2 separate regions of the Mus musculus genome follow, and region 1 is linked to region 2. A link is a contact called in public promoter capture Hi-C data. All regions are on one chromosome and are shown on one strand. Each heading gives the region's core, a stretch centred on a gene start, on an enhancer-like site or on the middle of the called end of the contact. The rest is flanking DNA. Distances are from core to core; before and after follow the strand shown.

Evidence for each region. Promoter capture Hi-C pulls out the DNA fragments that hold promoters and counts their contacts.
Region 1: a promoter capture Hi-C map of erythroid cells shows a contact between it and region 2, with 39 times the contacts expected there. The contact joins the promoter of Aph1b here to the promoter of Dis3l in region 2. A contact is called at or near these places in 2 of 39 promoter capture datasets (erythroid cells and liver).

Annotation. Positions count from the first base shown.
Region 1 is chr9:66,792,788-66,798,899 of GRCm38.p6, forward strand. Aph1b (aph1 homolog B, gamma secretase subunit) reads right to left here and starts at 2,636. Exons shown (of 6, transcript NM_177583.4): 1 at 2,466-2,636; 2 at 1,283-1,453. The coding sequence starts at 2,578.
Region 2 is chr9:64,338,900-64,344,342 of GRCm38.p6, forward strand. Dis3l (DIS3 like exosome 3'-5' exoribonuclease) reads right to left here and starts at 2,358. Exons shown (of 17, transcript NM_001001295.2): 1 at 2,094-2,358; 2 at 580-733. The coding sequence starts at 2,232.

The DNA of each region.
Region 1 (6,112 bases), core at 1,386-3,885, 2.5 Mb after region 2:
GAGAAGGAGACATCCCGCAGTCAGTCATCTAATCTGTTCATCGGGAACACAGAAACTCATTATGTTTTGTGCTTTCTCACTTCCTAATGTTAACAGGGAACTGTCAGTGCTGTAACATTTCCTCAGGAACTCTGTAACACAACATGAGGAAGTTTTCTCAATTCTTGAAATTATGTATTTAAGATATTTAGGGTTTTTTTTGGCTTGGATTTTTGAGATGGTTTATGTAACTAGGCTGGCTTCAAAATCACTATGTCGCTATGAACCCAAGGCTATACATCTCCAGCCCACCTAAATACACCATTTTAGAAAAATTAAAAAAACAGAGAGACTCTTCTTTAAACAAAAACAAGAACAAACAAACAAAACCCTATAGTAGGGCCAAGGGTATAGGTCAGTGGCAGAGCTCTCCTCTAGCTTCCACAAAGACTCTGGTGTGGAGGGCATGGGGGTAGGGAGATAAAGCAAGCAAGCAAACTCACAAAAACCCTGTAGCTGTGATTATCTTAGCTTTTTATGACAAAATAGTTACTGTATCAATGTTATATAAAAACTGAATAAGGTTGCAAAATTTTCAATCCAAGCTTTAAACTATCCATATATTTCAGGTATCATACAGCAATTTTAGACAACACAGCAGTTACAGAAGATAAGTGTTAGGCAATGACAGTTGTGTTCTAGGTAAATAAATAAATGCATAAATAAAGCATAGCATAAGAAATCAATTTAAATACTTACATCCTAACCCCAAAAAGAGAGCTCATGGCTTGGTTTTTTGTTAAATGTATCTTTCATTTGCAGACTTGAAACTATAGAAAATATTTTTAAGTGAGCCTTTGTTTCCCACTAACAGTTAAAATAATGGAAGGCATAATTTCCATAAGAATAATTTATTTGAGGTGGTAGGAGGGAAGCATGAAGTTCAAGTGGAAAGGCTCTTTATTGTTTCAGTAATTATTTCCCTGGGTTATTTTTCTTCAATAGTGGATTTCTTTTTGTTCATTCATATCTTGCCTGTTTCCTCTCATTATAAATTCTACCAGGCCAGAGCTTCTGTCTCTTAACCCACCTTTGTACCTCAGCTTCTACAAAGTGTCTGGCATTGGGAAATTTTTGAAGAAACACTTTTGGGAAGAATGAAGAGAGAAAGATAAGGAGGAGCAGGAGGGCAGGCAAACCGGATTGTAAATTTAAATATTCAATATTTTCAGGCTAAAATTGTAGCAATCACTAAATCGTAATTCAAGTCTAACTGGGAAAATAAAACAAACACTTAACTTACTTTAACAGCTTATAATATGCGAGCCTGAACAGCTCTTGGATACAGACAGAGAGCAACACTCCGAAGATGAGCAGGTAATTCTGTACTGGTCCATCTCTGTTGTCAGTAATGACTCTCACTAGGAACCAAAAAACGGATGACAGCAGGAGAGACACCAACCAGAAGAAAGCACTGGAACGTAGAAGGAAAAAAAAAATCACAAGTTAACAGAAGCACAGGCTTAATAATGACTTTAAATCAAACCTGCTTGAGCTACAAATCATTTTTAGTAAACAATCCTCACAAAGTGATGTTTTAGATCAGAATTTTTTTTTTCTCCTAGTGAGACAAATAGTCCAAGAGGAACGTCAGATGTGCTTAACAAGAACGATTCAGTGACCCTGTCGCGTGCACGCTAGGGCACTATCTGTCAAGGACTAAGAGGCACTTGGTTGCTGACTATTTTTCCTAAGAGATGCTTTGTGTGCTATAGAAATATACAACCAGTGACAGTTGCAAATTTCATATCCTCAAAATTCACCAGAAAATATAAGTTTAATGGTTAGATATTGTCAAGTGTCTTTTTCTAAAAGAAAATGAATACCTAACGCCTGCATTAATATAATGGAAAGTTCAGAAGCTGCAAACTTCGGGCAGGTGCAGCGAGACCAAGACCACGTTCACCAGCAGAGTTCCGGTATTTACCAAGCTCCCAGGAGGACATGCCGCCTGGTCAGTTGTTACTGTGTTTTCTCGAACTTTCCTCCTTGACTGCACCCAAACCATTACCCAGGAGTCTACAAAGAAAATCTGAGCCTGAATAGTCTGCACAGACATTCTGAGTCCGAGGATTGATGTGAGGGTGGGGGGCAGGGAATAAACATCTGATCTCCAGGTGACTTTAATGGCAGAGAGTAGTGATAACGACTCTTCGATGCTGCTCAGCACTGAGGGAAATGAGAGATTCCTACAGAAAGACAAAGGCTTCATGCAGGAATCTATCTGCTTGTTCCCACACTCAGCCAACAGAAGCCAAGGGGCGCCTGCTTAGCCTACGGGCCTGCTCTTCTCAGACCCTCCCAGGAACAGTTCCAGCCCTGGACCGCACCACAAGCTGGAGCCCCTGGGAGATGGGGATCCCGGGGTCGTGGGAACCCAGGAGAGGGAGGGAACCCGCGGCGTCCGGGACACAGCGCAGCCTCACCCGGCGATGAGGAAGATGACTCGCAAAGGGTCGGTGGCGATGGTGAAGACATAAAGAGCGAGCGCGGGCCCGAAGGCGATGAAGGCGCAACCAAAGAACACCGCAGCCGTCATGACGACCTCGGGAGCCAGTCGCGGGGGCCCGAGGGCCCTGCAGTGCCCAATGGACAGCGGGTCCTGGATACGGGGCGGGGCTGGGTGGCGAGGCTCCGGTGCTCCGTCAGAGCAGTGGACGAGGCGGAGCCCGTGAGGCGGGGTCTGGAGATGCCGAGGGCGGGACGGGGCTCGAGAGGCGGAGCCTTCGGTGCCCTAGTCAAAGAGGCAACAGGAGGGAGCTTCGGGAGGCCAGGCCTGGAAGAGTTCCATAGCCTATCAGAGTGGACGGCAGAGCGAGGGTTGGCATGCAGGACCTCGAGGTCCTCTAGTCACACGGGACAAGGCAGGGTTCGGGAGTTGGGGCCTGAGCTGCTCCTTGGCCTGTAAAAGCGGGTTGCTGGGCGGAGCTCGGCAGGGGACTCGAGGTGCTCCGAGGGCAGAGGAGGGGCGTGGCTTCGGAGCACAGATCCTGTCAGAACAGGGAACGGAGGTCGGAAGGCGGAGAGCCTGGAGGAGTCCCACGCCCAGTCAAACCGGAGCCAGGTCGGAGCCTGGGAGGCGGGGCTTTGAGTCGCTCCCAGACCTGTCAGCGCCTGCAGAGCGAGCTCAGAGCGCCGCCCTACTCCAGCCAGAGCAAGCTCAGAGTGCCGCCCTACTCCAGCCAAAGCGAGCCGAAGTTCTGGAGACCTGGTAATGTAGTGGGCGGGGCTCCGAGGTGTTATAAGTGTAGTCAGAGTCAGCCGCTCCAGACATTAGGCCTAGGGTTTGTCCCTGCTCAGTTACTGATGGAGTTTTGTTCATCACCTTGAGCCCCACTGTTCCTAGGCTTAGCTTTTATACCTGGATTACATGCTGATGGAGAAAGAATATAGAGGTGAAAGCTGTAATACTTGACATATATATTACAAAACCTGATGCATAGAGAAATGCCAGAATCCATGTAAAAAACACATAGAATTCTTCCCACCCAGAGAGCAGCCTTTCCCGGTCACATATCAGTAGGGCTATGAAGGGTTATGCCAGATGAAGAGGTTTCTGGTCATCACAAACCAGAGAAAATTCCAGAGCAACCAGCAGAATCTTCATCTTCCTAGTTCTTGTCTTCCCTCATCTCCAGAAGTTAGAAGTGGGTCAGTTGTTAGAAATAAACTGACTTGACTTCACTCTTTAATTAGGTTCACTCTAATAAGGTTCTTTTAGCCCGATGAGTGGAAAACTAATTATTGTTCTTTAAGAGACCTTGGTGAAATGTTTACGGTCCTAGGTGTTAGGGATAGTGTGTTTGATCTTGTGTCATTTATGAGTGGGTTTGCTTTTAAATGAAGCTTAGGTTGAACTGGATGAACCTAGTACATAGACGGGCAGAGTCCACATGCAGCATTGCTAGGACAACAACATTTTTCTATTCTCCTATGCCTTGTTCCTATCTACTTATTAACACCAAGTATGCTGAAGTTACTTTTATTAATATAATATTTTCAATAATTTGAACATATATACAATGTATTTTGGTCATATTTATCCTCTTTCCAGATTCACCTCCATCCCCTACCTGCTCCCAACTTCATGTGTTCTTTTTTTTCTCTTAAATTACACACTGAGTCTGAGTCTAATTTGTATTGCTCATGTACGTCTGGCTGTAGGGACATCCATTAGAGTGTGGTCTACCTCCCAGAAGCCATGCCCTCGAGGAAAGCTGACTCTCTCTGAAAAGCCAAGCTGTCAATCGCTTCCCAGTCAGTGTTTGCATCTTATGAACTTCTTCCTACTCTGCGCTAGAATATTGACGAGCTTCATCTTGTGTAGGCAAACAGGGCTGCTCTAGGTTTGTGAATGCATTTTTTTTTTTTAATGAATGCATTGGTCCTGCCAAATCTAGAAGACACTGTTTGCTTTGCTCCACCCTGGCCTCTGGCTCAGACCATTTTTTTTAAGATTTATTTATTTTATGTGAGTACACTGTAGCCATCTTCAGATACACCAAAAGAGGGTGTCTGATCCCATTACAGATGGTTGTGAGCCACATGGTTGCTGGGAATTGAACTCAAGACCTCTAGAAGAATAATCCGTGCTCTCAACCAGTGAGCCATCTCTCCAGCCCAGGCTCTTACAATCTTTATACCATACCATCACTTCTATGATGTTCCCTGAGTTGTGTAAGGGGGCGTGATACAGATGCCTCATTTGTGTGTGTGCATCCCGCAGTCTCTTTTCTTCCATTCTTTGACCTGTTGTGACATACCACATTGAGTTTGGTCAGCTTTCACATGTTGTGCACTTACAGAGATCATCCATCTGTATCTTGGCATCTTTATTGATTGATCAAAAACCAGTTGGGGACAAGGGCCTTTAGCATTTGGACACACAGACTCCCAATTGAATCAAAGCATTAGAACCAATCTCCAACAGATTGTTTATCTTCAGAGATCTCAGCCAGCCCATCACTGGTCCACAAATACCTAATAAGATCTCTGGGGTAGAGAAGTTGGGGCTGAGGCTATAGACAGATATCTTGTACTTTTGAACTCCCAGCCATGTCTGTGTGACTGTGACGTGGCCAGTGTATTCTCTGTCTCAGTTTCTTTACAAGAGGATACATAGAAAAAGATCTTTGCTATATCTAGGTTTAAATATGATTTAAATTTGGGACAAGAGAGTTGCTCACATTAGCAGAGTCTGCTACTACTTGAATAAAAGGGAGAATTCACCATGCTAGACCCTCAAGGACAAGCAGTAGCCAGGAGTATATGTTCCCTCATAAGCCTATCAGAACAGTTGGCAGAAAACTGAGATACTTATCCAGCTATGCTTTCCATGCTGAGTCTCAGAATGAGTTGCTCAAGTCACTTAAGCCTGAATGTTGTTGCTCTTATGACTGTGTACTGGCTGAGTCCAGATACTAAGAGCTGTAGACGTCCAATAAAGCATGGTTCCCTCTCAGATCCAACAAAAAGTCAAATTTCAGCCCTGGAGCTGATTCTGAGACCAAGAACTTCATCCCAGGCTTCAGTGTGCTTATCTCTCTGTATCCCACGTTTTTGTTTGTTTTGTTTTGTTTTTGTTTTTGGCCAGGCCCCATCTGATTACCACAGGGTCATAGTGAAAGTCACAAGAGTTTGGGCTTTGTTTGACATTCCTGGCTCAGTTATCCCAGCACTCAGACTCCTCTGTGCAGGATAAGTCAGGTGAAGGATTTTCATCTACTGCAGTCTGTCTGCACTGTGTGTGTCCTGCACTGAACTGTCAATCCCCGTTGCAGAGACACCAAGTAGAGTAGGCAGAAACAGTACAGGCCTGGAGGTCCAGAGTGTATAAAGTAGAATTCACACAATCCAATATCCAGAAGTTACAGGGAATCACTTGCTGGGTGATACATGGAGATTTGTTTGTTCATGTGGATGATATGTATCAAAGGTTTGCATGCTGTAGCATCTTGTATCTTTCTGGGTGACATTAAAGAGCAGCAGAGACCCATTAGTAAATATTGTCTCTCTACCACTGGATTGATGCCCTCACTTATATGAATCAGTGGGATATTTTATAAGATACAGT
Region 2 (5,443 bases), core at 1,108-3,607:
AGGTGCAAGGTGAGTATTTTAAACTGGTCCAATTAGAAATGTTTTATTCAGCAAATACAATTACTATGGCTGATAGTTACAGGACTAATCTAAAAATCAGAAAGAGCTATTTTTAATTTCGTTGAATAAATCACGGTAAGTACAGTTTGCTTCTACAATAGAGGAAGATAAGATTTAAAAGTATTCTTTTCCAAAGAAAGGAATGCTCCTGAAACAATGTACCTATGAATAAGATTAAATACTATATATTATTAGCAAAAATAAAAGGAAGAAATAATAGTGCTACCTATGAAAATGTAAACCAGAAGCCAGTTCACCATAGAATCTTAACTATGTACATCCCGGGGACCCAGCAGTTTATTGATCTACAGTCAGATCTTTTGGCCAGGTGTTGAAGCACACATATAAAATGTTACTACATTCCTCACCAGCAAAGAGAATACCAAATTAGTTTCAAAAATCCTTTCTGACAAAATAATGAATTCCTCCTCTTTCCCTCTAACAAGGGACCTTTTCTAAAGGGGGCAGGGGAACCGGTACTGAAAATAAATAAATAAATAAATAATGCAAAACAGATACCTCCGGCCTCTCTGGTGCTGCACAGCTTGACAGGCCGTTTGCATGAAAATAACTCCCTTCAACTCCGGGAACTCCAGAACCTCGAGGTAATCCTGGACAACTTTCCAGTCTGGGATCACGTAATGAGTGACTTCGGCAGCCAGGAGCTTCCCATCTGAAACATAATTCAGAGTGGAAGCCATTAGGTAACATTTTCAAACCTGGTTTATGACTATTTCAATGTCACAGTGCTCCCGGTGTGCAAAATAACTTCTCATCTTAATTTCACCTTGAAGTTTTTAAAAGACAAGACAAATCTACTTTGGTGGAGGCTCAAAGTTCAGCTCCATTGCTCCCCCTCCCCTCAGCTGTGATTAAATACAAGCCCAACATGGTTTATGTTGTAGCCAGCACTTCTTCGAAAGAATGATATTTTAAAAACAAGTACGTCCCTGGAAGAAACTAAATTTCTACTAAGCCATCACAGACATGCATGAGCACTGACTGCGTTGGCTACTTACATATCCATTATATCTCTATCTACATATACACACGTGTATATATATGTAAGGGCAAGAGTGCACATGTGTGTGTGTGTTGACCCCTTGTAAGCATCTAACAATTCCAAGGCTATTCGGTCTGAAGCTTCCTAACACGGCTACACGGTTCTAGGGTTGAGGAGAACGTCCTAAAAAGGATGCGCTGTTCAATCAATGGGCTTCCACTCAACTGACACCTTGGTCAAGCTGTGACCTCAATCATGTATTCTGAAAAGACCCCCTCACGCTCATCTCCCACTAGGGGTAACAAACAGCTGGAGGGTCTGCGTACTGGCAGGAGCAGAGCAGGCAATGTCAAATGTCCAGCCAGCGTAATACGCTCAGGAGTAAGGTGCCAATAGCATTTTCGGGCAGAAAGGAGGAGGTGCCTACGCCCTTAGGTCCCCCTGGAAAAACCGAAGCATCCGGTGCCTGCAGGCTCTTCCACTTAGCCCGGCTATTGTAGCAGGCAGGTCCGGAGAGGAGCGCCCCTGAGGCTGCAGAGGCCGGTCCTGCCTGTGCCGGCCACTGGGAGGGAAGACTGGACGCACCGGGGACGCTCCAGGGCCGCTCCCGGCTGCCCCAGTACCGCCGAGCCCAGACGGTTATGCTCGCTCCGGCTGCCTACAGTCCGCGAGGGTCTGGCTCCGCCCTTGATGCCAGCGCTAAGCCGCCCTCGCTGCTCAGCTTCCCGCTCTCCTCTCTCCTTGGGTCCCGCTTCCTTCACTAGGGCCCCGCCGCCATCGCGACGCCAGGCCGGGATTCCCTTTGCTCTTTGGGCCTCTGCCACCCTCGCTCCTCAGGCCTCAGGTCCCTTCGCTCGCGCCCGGCAGCCTTCGCTACGTCAGGCCCCGGCCTCCCTCGTTCCTTTGGTCCTGGCTTCCCTCGTTCTCCGAGTCCCGGCTTCTCTCGCTCTCCGAGCCCCGGCTTCCCTCTCCGGCTCCGGCCTCCCTCGCTCTTCCCGCCCGGGCCTTCCCGGTCCACCCCGGCTCTGACCGTTGCGGCAGGCGGCAGGCTGCGGGCACAGCGGGCTGTTGCAAGGCACGCTGGGCCGCAGGTAGTGTTCACGCACGATCCGCAGCGTCCGACCCTGGAAGGTCCTCAGCAGCAGCACCTTCTCCCGCTTCTGCAGCATGCTGGCGGCGTCGCCCGGCACTGTGGCCGGGAAGCGGCGGGCGGCGGGCGGCAGGCGGCAGGCTCAGGCGAGACCGAGGCCTGAGGCCCGCCCCTCGGGCCTGGTCGGGCAGGCAGCAGCGTTCACGTTCCCGCTACCGCTACCGGGAGCGACCTAGCCAGGGCTGAGAATCCTCCGGGCCCAGTCCTACTCGCGCCTTTTATTCCTCTCTGTGCCTTAGTTGTCCCCGGGCGGGAAAAGTGTAGATAAACTTCACCCGAAGAATCCTCGGGTGTGAAGGTAGGATGTGGCAGGTAGTCTAAGAGTCGAGTGTAAAAGGATTATTATTTTTATTTTTATTATTATTTTTTTTACTTTGTTTCTACCCACAGGCCCGTGTGCGAAGGGCTGCCATAGCAACAGAGGTAATGCCGGGCAGTGATGGCTCATGCCTTTAATCCCAGCACTTGGGAGGCAGAGGCAGGTGGATTTCTGAGTTCAAGGCCAGCCCGGTCTACAGAGTGAGTTCTAGGACAGCCAGGGCTACACAGAGAAACCCTGTCTCGAAAAACCAAAACAAAAAACAAACAAAAAACAAAACAAAAACCAGAGGTAATAACTGTAGAGTTTTCTCGTCCTTGTTTTTGCAGTATCTGAAAGAATTGAAAAGCTCAGCAAAAAAGCTGGTAACCCTGCTGGCCAAACCGGTTTTCCTCTTCAAAAATATGCTTATTTTAAATTTTAATACACGTAAACATTCAAACACTACAGATAAAATGAAAACCAGTCCTTCTGGGGTAAACACTCTACAACTTTTATAGCGCTGGCAGCCTCGGGCAAAGGACTTCTTAGAGCCGCTATTGACATGATCTCTAAGTACTGTGCTTGTAGTGTTTGACAAAAAGGACGGTATCTTGGGAGACCACACACCCTGGATTCTCCAAGCACTGAGCCCACTGGAGCAAGAGTATCATTTAGCTTCCTTAAATCAAAGGAGTGGGTGTTTATTTGTATCATTTTATAGGCTGTGAGGCTGCATTAAGGGAGCTTAAGTGCCCAAGGATACCTAGTTATTATGTTTCAGAACCAATCTTGAAGCTAGAAACTGCTCAACTTCAAAGCAGGTTAAGCATCATCTAGTCACTGGTGAATAAAAGAGAGAGCGCCTGCACCAAAGGAATTTACTGCTTGGCAACCTTTGGTTAATGTGGCTGGCCCAGTTGGCTGGAAACACCTGGTTCTTCCAACGCAGCTGAAATAAACCAGGACCAGTCTCTCATTTCACCCTAAGGGAATGCTAAAGGGTCATGGTCTCCTCCTCCTCCTCATATCTCTGTGTCAAATCACTTGGTGAAACTCAAGGTAGACTTGCACAAACAGGAAAATAATGTAGAGCTGGCAAACAGGCACCAGACAGTGCAAGGAGAGTCCCTAAAGCTCTCCACAGTGAAAGAGGCTCTCCCTGTCTAATACAGGAGTCAGTTCCAGAGAGACCAGAGGACAGTGAGTAGCCAAAATTGTTCTCTACATAAAAAATGCCTTAGATAACTGTCCACCAATCCCTCCCCAGCTCCCTTCCTATCTTTTTTAAGCCACTGATGCTATGGATTGGAAGAACGACTTTGATTAGGTACTAATCTGCCCTTAATATCTCTCCTCAGCACTTTGTAGCTAGAAATTGTCTGCAAATGAACCACCCTTTAAGGAATAGAGCATAGCTAGAGTTTTATTGAGAGTTGATTTTTATCAGTATTTAAAATAAGGCTGTAGCTTAGTTGGTACTTAGCCTCTCTTCCCCTCACACCCTCTCCTTTCTCTCTCTGCCTTTTTGAGACAGGATCAGGACATGTAGCTGAAGCTAGCCATGAGCTCTTACTTACCCCCCCCCCCCCAAGTGCTGGGATTCTCATGCACCCAGGCCTGGCTTTATCCATTATGTTGAGGACCATGATTCCTTAGTTCTTAGAAATGATGATGACCTATTGTAATAAGCCAGGCCCTTTTGCTTGGTTGGGTGGGTGGTTTGTCTTGTTTGCCATCTGAGACCTCTGGACCAAAAAAGTGCCTATCAGGCAGAATAAACTAATTTATGTTACAGAAATATAAAACTTAAAAAAATTTTCGCTGGGCAGTGGTGGCTCACACCTTTGATCTTAGCACTTGGGAGGCAGAGGCAGGCAGATTTCTGAATTCGAGGCCAGCCTGGTCTACAGAGTGAGTTCCAGGACAGCCAGGGCTACACAGAGAAACCCTGTCTTGAAAAAAAAAATCAGTTTCTTCACTAGTGAGATGTCTCAGCAGATAAGGGTACCTGCTGTACAACACAGATTGACTTTACATAAAATGTAATACATTAATTAGCTGGGCAGTGGTGGCACACACCTATAATCCCAGCATTCAGGAAGCAGAGGCAAGAGGATCTCTTGAGTTTGAGGCCAGCCTGGTCTACAGAATGGGTTCCAGTTCCAGGACAACCAGAGCTACAGGGAGAAACCCTATCTTGAAATTTGAGTCCCCCCAAATCAATAAATTAATTTAAAAAATTCTCAGTGTCTAGGTCAAGGTGCTGCATGGGTACCGAATGTCATTTTTGTAGGATCCAGGCTAGTGGAGTGGGGAATCTCTCTGGAACATTGTTGCTCAATGGAAAAAGGGGAGAGAGTCCTCTAGAAAGCCTCACACCAACAAATAACTCTTCCTGGAAGAAATGCTGTTGGTCTTGCCATTGGCCAGAACTAGTCACATGACCACACAGCCAGCGGAGGAGGTGTGCTATTCTTCAAGCTCTGAAGGCAAACACCAAGAACTTTTAGAATATATAAGCAACTTACCAGGAGGCTCTGGCCACCCCCTCAGCCCTAAATCCACTCCATCACCAGCTTCACCCTCATCATTTGGGACAGCTTTAGCCCAGCTCACTATCTACCTCTTTTGGCAGAAGTCCCTCCATAAGCTACTAAGCCAAGCCTGAGTCTCTACACACCTGCAGTCCTAACTTCTCTTGCTTCCATATGTGATCCCTTATGGTAGATAGGATGGATGAACTCTCTTTGTCAAGTTTATGTCCACATTTTCTCTAGGGACTCAGATGACCCATGTTGTCTTGCCTCCCTCACAGATAGATGGGTGGTGGCCATGTGTCTGGGTTCCATTTGGCAGAATGTCAGAGTTTAATAGCACTGTTTCTTGGGATGGCTCACAATACTCCCCAACCCAGCCCCCTACCTACATG